Linked DNA regions of Sus scrofa: all the other regions are linked to region 3. A link is a contact called in public Hi-C data. All regions are on one chromosome and are shown on one strand. The core of a region is the stretch at or near the end of the contact, and the rest is flanking DNA. Distances in the headings are between cores, read along the strand shown. Region 1 has its middle 47 kb from the start of FABP5. Region 2 overlaps PAG1 (phosphoprotein associated with glycosphingolipid-enriched microdomains 1). Region 3 has its middle 51 kb from the start of PAG1.

Region 1 (2,805 bases), core at 299-2,798, 70 kb before region 3:
ACTGAGTCACAGTGGGAACTCTATGTTTCAGCCTATTTTTATTTTCAGTTCTGGACTTGCAAAATTATAATTATATTAGGAAATATAATAAAAATATAAAATTTTATTCAGGATTTACCTGTGCCTAGGCCTTCTGTTAAGCGTTTTCCATATATTATCTCACATGAGCCTCATGAAAATCACAGGAAGTAGGTCCTTATCCCCATTCTGCAGATGGATAGACTGAGTCACAGAAATATTAAATAATTTTCCCAAGTCACACAGATAGTAGGTAGGAATGAAAAGACATGAAGGCCAAAACTAATCACATGACTCATTAAATTAAAAGTAATTCTCAGGACTAGAACAGACTAGACCGCAGAATGCCCTCTGATGTAGTTCAACAAGGTGGCCACTAGATGGCAGAACTGGCCCACCTTGGATAGAGTTTGGACTGGGTGCGGTCCAATCTTGGAAACCTTTATGGGGTTTAAGCAATGATTAGAAACAGCTGATTCTCTCCAAATTAAGCAAAGATAGGGCTAATATGCATGCCTATATAGTTACACTTTAACAGGAAAAATTTCATTTTTCAAAATCAAGAACCACAATCTTTGATAATTTCCCACATATTTAGAAATGTGTAATCTACAACATAAAACTAAAGAGGAGTTCCTATGGTGGCTCAGAGGTAACAAATCCAACTAGTACCATGAGGCTGTGGGTTCAATCTCTGGCTTCTCTCAGTGGGTTAAGGATCCGGTGTTGCCGTGAGCTGTGGCATAGGCCGCAGATGAGGCTTGATCCCGCCTTGCTGTGGATGTGGCTCCAATTCGACCCCTAGCTTGGGAATTTCCGTATGCCGTGGGTGTGGCCCTAAAAAGCCAAAAAATAAAAAACAATTAAAAAATACATAAATAAAAAGGTTATGTCTTCTCATTTCTTCCTTCACAGAGGAGGGGGTACTAGGCGCCTGGCCTTTTTAAATGAGGCTCTTTCTGGTTTCAATCACCATGTCTTTGTCCGCTACAGTAAAAAATGAGAGTGCTACACCTCGTTTTAGGGAATGAAGACTCGCCAGGGCCTGACTTAGGCACCATATTTGTACCCTGGGTTGACTTGTACCTATTCCTCCACCCTGGGAAATTTGCAACTGTTTAACTCAGGTGAATCAGGTACAAATATTTAACAGGGATTATGCAAGAGAAACATCATCCAGGAAATCAGTTTAACAGGCAGAACCTAATGCTATCATTTGTCATCTGTTTTTCAGGTTGAAGTCAAAACTCAAGAGACCTTTGCTCAAAGAGCTAAAATTGTCCTATCTATTAATGGCATGGACTCTCAGGAAGTTCACTCATAGAAGTACCCAGCTTCTAGTGGGAATAGATCAACATGACATTCCTCCAAACCTTGAGATAAAATACAGGCTCCACCCAAATCACCATATCCTGGGGCTTCTGTGAAATGATAGGCCCAAGAGAGGGACCTTCTAAACATGGAAGGGACACATGAGGCCAAGGCGCATCAAGTTCAGATGACACTGAACCCACACAAACCTTGACCCCCTAGTTCCTGTTTCCTAGAAAGAGCATGATCCTGGGGCAATTCAGCCTCTCCCAGAACCCCTGCACAGCCCCAGTCCTGTTTAAAAGAAAAAAGAAAAAATCCTAGTCAGAAAACACGTCACTGAAGAACACAAAGAAGAATTTGTAATTCCAAAACGTGAAATGAGAGGAGGCATTCAAAGCCATGTCCAGTGAAAGAGAAAGTGTCTCCCATTGTACTTTTGCTAGAACAGGCCCTGGAGGCTTTTCTCATAAATGAGAACAAAATTCTTCCTCCTTCTTCAAAAAGAAGAAACACGAATATCTTTGTATCAGATTCCTGAGTATTTATAGAGATGCATTTTTAATATATCTTTATTTAATCAGCTTTATTGAGGTATGATTAACAGAATATAAAAAGTACTGATTTTAAGGTTACACTTTGTTGAGTTTTAGCAAACACATACTATCCACAACCACTATTGTGAACATTTCTCATGACTCCCCAAATTGAGCATTCTTCTATGCACACAACTCCTTCCTCCCATCCCTCTCCCAGGTCCTCAGTTCCTCAAACACTTTACTTTCCATCACTCAAGTTTTTCTTTTTCCATAATATCGTAAGATGAAATCGTATCACATATGGTCTTTTCTTGCCTGGCTTCTTTCACTCAGTGTAATGTTTTTAAGATGCATCCATGATATTGAAAGTATCAATGAAGGGCTTTTTTAATTAAAACATAGCTGATTTACAATATTGTGTTAGTTTCAGGTGTACAGCACAGTGATTCAGTATTTTTGCAGATTATATTCCACTAGAGGTTATTACAAGATAATGGGTAAAGGGAGTTCCTATTGTGGCTCAACGGGTTACAAACCTGACTAGCATCCACAAGGATGCAAGTTCCACCCCGGCTTCACTCAAGGATCCGGCGTTGCCTTGAGCTGTGGTGTAGGTCGAAGACATGATTCGGATCCCGAGGTGCTATGGCTGTGGTTAGGCTGGCAGCTGCAGCTCTGATTCAACGCCCAGCCAGGGAATTTCCATATGCCCTGAAAAGCCAAAAAGAAAACAAAACCAAGATAATGGGTATAATTCCCCGTGCTAAGTAAAGCTTTCTTTCGTATCCCTTTAATGCATGAGTTTATATCTGTTAATCTGGAGTTCCTGTCATGCTCAGAGAAAATGAATCTGACTGGCATCCATGAGGGCACAGGTGTGATCCTTAGCCTCACTCAGTGGGTTAAGAATCTAGCATTGCCACGAGCTATAGGTCGC
Region 2 (3,001 bases), core at 335-2,834, 110 kb after region 3:
ATGGACTCAAAGCTGCAGCTGCAGGCTTACACCACAGCCTGGGCAACACCGGATCCGAGCTGCATCTGTGATCTATGCCAGATCTATAGATTGAGGCAATGCCAGATCCTATCTATAGATTGAGGCAATGCCAGATCCTTAACTCACTGAGTCCAGGGATCGAACTTGTGCCTGCACAGACACTATGTTGGGTTGTTAACCTGCCATATTGGGTTTTTAACCTGCCGAGCCACAAGAGGCACTCCCTAGATACTCATTTCTATGTTAGTTGTTTAGCCTCTTACGAAACAAAACAGTGTGGCAGAGGCACAGAGAAGTCCAGCTTCTGATGGCAGGTGAGGGTGATGAGATGCATGATGAGGTATGACTCCCCCAGGGGTGGGAGCTTGTCAAACCATGCAAGGTGGCTTGGGTTTTAGCCCAAGAGCTGTGGAGAACTATTAAGTATGGTGCCCTCATGCTCTTTTCCATACACTAGTCACAGCCTGTACATTTATTATTACTTGTGTCTCTGTATATATTGGTGACTTGGTCTCCTGAATGGGGCCTCTTCATCTTTGCTTTTGTATATAGTGCAGAGGTTTATGAGTAAGTGTTTATTAGACTTAGCGGCATCTCAAAAAGAGTTATTTCTCCCCTTTGGAACGGGTGCTTTTCCCAGACACTTGTTTCTGATGCAGTGGTTGAGAGCTTGAAATGCATCTTCCTGGTTTCATAAATGATGGGTTTTCAGGCTGGTGTGGAAACTTTCCAGAACCCATCCGGCTTGCTGAGCTGTAATGCTTAGAAGTTCAGAATGGGGAATTTCCTAGCAAAGGGCAAAGAGGAGAGAATTTCCATTGCCTTTGTTGAAAGCAGACTCTTGGTAAATGTGAACTCTCCCCTTTTGCTCTTAACCTGTGACTCTCCCTCACCTTCTGCTGCACCTTTCTCTCACAGGTCCCAGCAGGAGGCTCTTAGACCACATGGCCAGGGGCCTTGTGAGGTGGGATGGGGGCTGGGGCTCTTGTCTTGCTGGCGTCTTGAGAGTCCGGCGTGTCTGATGTGTCTGGCGTGGCAGGTCATGGAGGGACCACCCACCCTGCTTGTTGTCAGCTTACTATTTCCCTTTGGTCTTTCTAGCAGTGCTTGGCATTTCATTTCTTTCTAAGAAATAGCTTTCTTTTCTCTTTTAAACTCTTGCCCTAAAGAGGGGGAAAAAAAAAAGCTGCCTTGGTTTAACCTCAGTGGATATTTTTTCTGAGACTTTAGTTTGGGGGTCATTCTTTCCCTCCCAATGTTTTTACTTCTACTTAGCGTATTTTAAGATGTCTTCTTAGATCCACAGTCTACAAAAACAGAGTATTCGATATGAGATTACATTCCTCAAACTTGAATCACACATCCTCTTAGAGGAAGTGATCTTTGTGATACAGTTTTATCTTAACCATAGGAAACCATGCTCACAAAAATTTAGCATGTTTCAAGATGAAGATATAAAATAACTTGGCTAAATCCAGTATAACAAGTATTACACAATTCTGCAGAGTTTTATTCCAGCCGTCTTTGTTCTGCTAAGACTGTCATCTTCTTGGGCATGCAACTGTTTTTGGTTTTGTTTTAATCTGTACATGCACCTTGCATGCTGGAAGGGTCCATGTTTGTGTTGTGTGGTGCTGGCTCCTAGTTAACCATCAGTGTCTATGAGAGGAGGTGGGATGAAGCAATGAGTGAAAAAAAACAAAGCATGGATGTAATTATTAATCATTGAAAGTACATGTGGTTAATGCCATCCATTTTACTTTCTTTCATGTATAAAATTAGGGATAATCTATAGGTCTCTGAACATTTGAAGAACTAGTTTTAACTTCTGTTTTCTGACATAATTTTTATAGTGCCAAAGGTTAATTAAATACTTATTTCTCAGTTTCTTTATTGCTCAGAACTTTTAATAAGTAAGTGAAAAGATCATCATGTTACCCTTAGTTACTGCAATTTTAATCCAGTTCAGAGTTTTGAAATTGTTTCCTGTTGTGTTTCCTTTCCAGAAAACACGAAGTCATTCTCTTATTTCGACAGCTGAGTGCAACTTCGGAACAGGGAGAGAGTGACTGCCAGGTACTCATTTATCTGGTTTATTCGCCATTGTCTATCCATGCTTGCCTTTAGTTGAGCCTCGTACGGTTCATCAGGGTATATCTGGGGACTCTGAGTTGTAGGACTGCAGACCCACAGTTTGGAAGCTGAATAATCTCAAGAGTATTAGCTAATCCAGTTTGGAATTTAGCACCATGGGGTTTCTGCCATGGCAACCAAGACACCACCCACCAGTCATGATTCCTACAACATGCTGCTTCCCTTTGGTCAGTGATAGACGCAAGCCTGAGTCTACCCGGTAATGTCTATGTGAAATTAGGCCAAATGCTTACCCTCTCCTCAGCTCTTTCTTCATTTTTGAGATAGAGACTGTAATTGGATAGCCTGATGGAGTTCCAGTTCTGAACAGTGCTCCCTGCCACCACTGCCGCCGCCACCACCACCACCACCACCACCACCACCACCAAAAAAATATACATGAGGCTGCATGTTATTATTATCATTATTAGTGGTAGTAGGAATTTCATGTAGTGCTGATAAGAAAATTATGTAACCAAAAAAAAAAGAAAAAAAAAAAAAGTTAGGAGTTCCCGTCGTGGCACAGGGGAAACGAATCTGACTAGGAACCATGAGGTTGTGAGCTCGATCCCTGGCCTTGCTCAGTGGGTTAAGGATCCGGCGTTGCCGTGAGCTGTGGTGTAGGTCGCAGTCGAGGCTGGGATCCCGAGTTGCTGTGGCTGTGCTGTAGGCCGTCAGCAACACCTCCGATTAGACCCCTAGCCTGGGAACCTCCATATGCCGAGGGTGCGGCCCTAAAAAGACAAAAGACTAAATAAATAAATAGATAAAATTATGTAACAATTCTTTAATGATCTTAGGTCATCTTTGAACAGAGCCAAAACCAAAAAGGAAGAAAAAAAAATCA
Region 3 (3,012 bases), core at 468-2,967:
AAAGGTAAACATCAGTCATTTTTGATCTTCTTTCATTACCAAACACCAGTTAATGCTCTCAAGTTAAACATGACCATGTGTCATTTGTTGCAGCTAAGTGAACACAGGGTGTGAAGGCATAAAAGAACTCTGCAGAAGAAGAAAACAGAAAATTGGAATATGCTATTCAAGAATAATCTTGCAGAGTTTACACTTCAGTATTTTACAAAATGCAGAGTTATAATGTACATTTACTAAAACAAATTTTTCTAACATAGTCGGCAATCTTAGACTTAAAGGCATGAATATTTTCAGCTTATTAGCATAAACTGAATATCAGCATGCAAACACTGAAATGAATTTGGGGAAATTGTTAATGAATCATTACATAGAATAATTAGATTTTTGTAAGATCTAAGCAAATGCATTAGCAAAAACAATTATGCACTGATACAATGAAAAACCACTCTCAGGGAAAAGCCATTAGTGTAATAAAAGGGACATTTTGCAGAGACTCCTCCTGTACTTTCTTAGACTCAATCAGAAACAGCTGCTGCCATCTGCCAGGGAGAGCCCTTGGCAGAGATTTTGACCAATGTCTGCCAAAGCCTCCTGTGTCGAAAACGTCTACTCGCAAATTCTCAGTGACCGAAGATCTTTGAGAAGTAGCAAATGAATACCCAGTGAGACAGGCTTAAAGGATTGTAGAAAGAAAAAATAAAATGAGAATGAAAAGTATATTCATGAGAAAATGTTTGTGGCTTCTGATTCTATCTCTGAATCTTTTAGGTGTGTGCTTTTGCCCACAGTGGATTCATTGCTCCAATTTATTGCATCATACCGTGACTACTTTTTAATGTTCCTTCAAATTCTTCAAGTGCTAAGGCTAAGAGATTGTCATTGTGCTATCCTTAGGACCTGGCATGGAGCTGGAGTACTGCTATCCTTAGGACCTGGCATGGAGCTGGAGTACTCAGTACAGAAGGAATAAGGAGTTCCGTTATGGCTGAGCGGTTAACAAGCCCAACTGGCATCCATGAGGATGTGGGTTGGATCCCTGGCCTTGCTTAATGGGTCAGGGATCCAGCGTTGCCATGAGCTGTAGTGTAGGTCACAGACACAGTGGCTGTGGTATAGGCCAGCGCTACAGCTCTGATTCGATCCCTAGCCTGGGAACCTCCATATGCCACAGGTGCAGCCCTGAAAGAGACAAAAAGACAAAAAAAAAAAAGAAGGAATGAATGAAAACGCCATTTGGTCTAGCTCACCATGACTGGTGTAACAGCCCTAACATCTGTTAAGAACTTAAAATATCGAAGTGTTGAAGAGCTGTAAGTACTTCAGAACCGCTGAACCTTCCTATCAGGGCTTAGCCTTCCTAGAATAGATACAGTCTCAGGCAGCAGGAAATGAGGCAACAGGCTTAGACATTAAGTGCTCAGAGCCATGTGACCCGGACCAAATCCACACCCCCAAAGAAAAGAAGTTAGGCAATCTTCCAGATCATTGAAACAGAAAAAGATGTCTGCAGGAATTGCCAGATAACACAGGCAAAGTGTTCTTTTTTTTTTCCCCCAGCTCAAATTAATAGTATAATTGCCTCAATTCTCCATGTGTCTATTCATATTCAGACATAGCTTCAGATAAAATACTTTGAGGCAGAGAGTCCTAGGGGAATAAGAGAGAAGGAACCCAGAGACAAAAGGAGGAACTTTCAAAACCAGCTCAACTGTGTCACAGAGCAGCCTGAGTGCATCCAGGTGGCCATCTGGAAATTACGAAGTGAAACTGGATGGACACAAATGATTAGGAAATGCTGATTTGAATTTTAGAAATAAGAATGCTAGCTCTTTTCACACTGGGAAGCACTTGATTTGACTAGAATGTATCATTATTGCAAAAGCAAATCCTTGTATCAATTGTTTCTGTTTCATTCTTGTAGATGTTGATTGCCACGAGGCTTTTCTGTCAGCATCCAATCCAAAGGGCTTAAAAGAAACAGAGGTAAAGACAAAATGGTTTGTAAAACGAAACAAATAAGAATACTCGCTCCCAGGAAATGATTTTGAATAAAAATCAAATTCAGGACAGTAGAATCTCACATCAATGTTATCTTGCAAGTCTTGACTCTGAGATCCTGCTAGAGATGAAATAGTAGATGAACAAGTGCTTTCCTGGAGCTTCCATTATCCATCTGTTATATTTCATCCAAGACAATTCACCCTCGATTGCCCTGGTTGTGTTTATAGCCACCACAAACTTCAGATTATGACTGATCACAGCAGAGTTCTAAAATCTGACAGAAAATTAAGCAGGCACCATATAAATTAAAATGAAATGATCTGTGAGAAAGCTTTGTCAACCACAGCACACCATGCAAATCTGAGTTATTATGGCCAGAGAAGTCTCATTGGAGTATTTTTATTTTTTTTCTCTTAATAAAATGATGTGACTAATCACAAGGACAAAAATCTCATTAAATCTTTGAACCTGATTTTCCTTTTTAATTATTGGAAGCTTATCTATTTTCTGCCAGTAGATTTCTTTCCTAAAACTAGATCTTTCCCTGCTGTGACTGGATTTCACAGAGACCGCTGAGCTGGGTCACTTCTGGAACCATCTGAGTCAAAGGAATATGGCATTTGTCCACCTGCATTAAAGGATCACCATGGAGACCATGGAACGGGAAAAAGGAGTGAGAAAAAAGTAAATCAAGATTAGCGTGGATTCCTAAACCCAGAAAGTTAAAGTTATAGCTTAGGATCCCCTTACTTATGTGGGATTCTATTCCTGGGCTTTTAAAGGAATTCACAGACTTACTTTGAATCAGGTTCTGGGCACAAAATGAAATGATTTTATTAAGCTAAATGACCTACAAAGTAATTTTTTTTTCCTGAAGACTGAGTCTTTTCTTTTTCAGACCCGATAGTTTTAAAATGATTCATAAAGTTGACATAAATGTTAAACAAAATACATAAATGGTCATGCATTTAAAAAACAGGCTTCAGGAGTTCCCGTTATAGCTCAGTGCTA

Evidence for each region. Hi-C and Micro-C count contacts between places; a contact is called where the count stands out from the background.
Region 1: a contact with region 3 is called in a Hi-C map of alveolar macrophages, with 2.8 times the contacts expected there. A contact is called at or near these places in 5 of 47 Hi-C or Micro-C datasets (adipocytes, alveolar macrophages, embryonic fibroblasts and 2 more) and 1 of 2 datasets of targeted methods (alveolar macrophages).
Region 2: a contact with region 3 is called in a Hi-C map of embryonic fibroblasts, with 2.3 times the contacts expected there. A contact is called at or near these places in 2 of 47 Hi-C or Micro-C datasets (embryonic fibroblasts and heart right ventricle) and 1 of 2 datasets of targeted methods (alveolar macrophages).

What each region holds. Positions count from the first base shown.
Region 1 is chr4:55,327,788-55,330,592 of Sscrofa11.1, forward strand. No RefSeq gene overlaps it. Among named protein-coding and RNA genes, the nearest start is that of FABP5, 47 kb to the left of the region's middle.
Region 2 is chr4:55,504,042-55,507,042 of Sscrofa11.1, forward strand. PAG1 (phosphoprotein associated with glycosphingolipid-enriched microdomains 1) reads left to right here. Exons shown (of 9, transcript XM_021089173.1): 2 at 2,028-2,097. Among named protein-coding and RNA genes, the nearest start is that of PAG1, 55 kb to the left of the region's middle.
Region 3 is chr4:55,398,119-55,401,130 of Sscrofa11.1, forward strand. No RefSeq gene overlaps it. Among named protein-coding and RNA genes, the nearest start is that of PAG1, 51 kb to the right of the region's middle.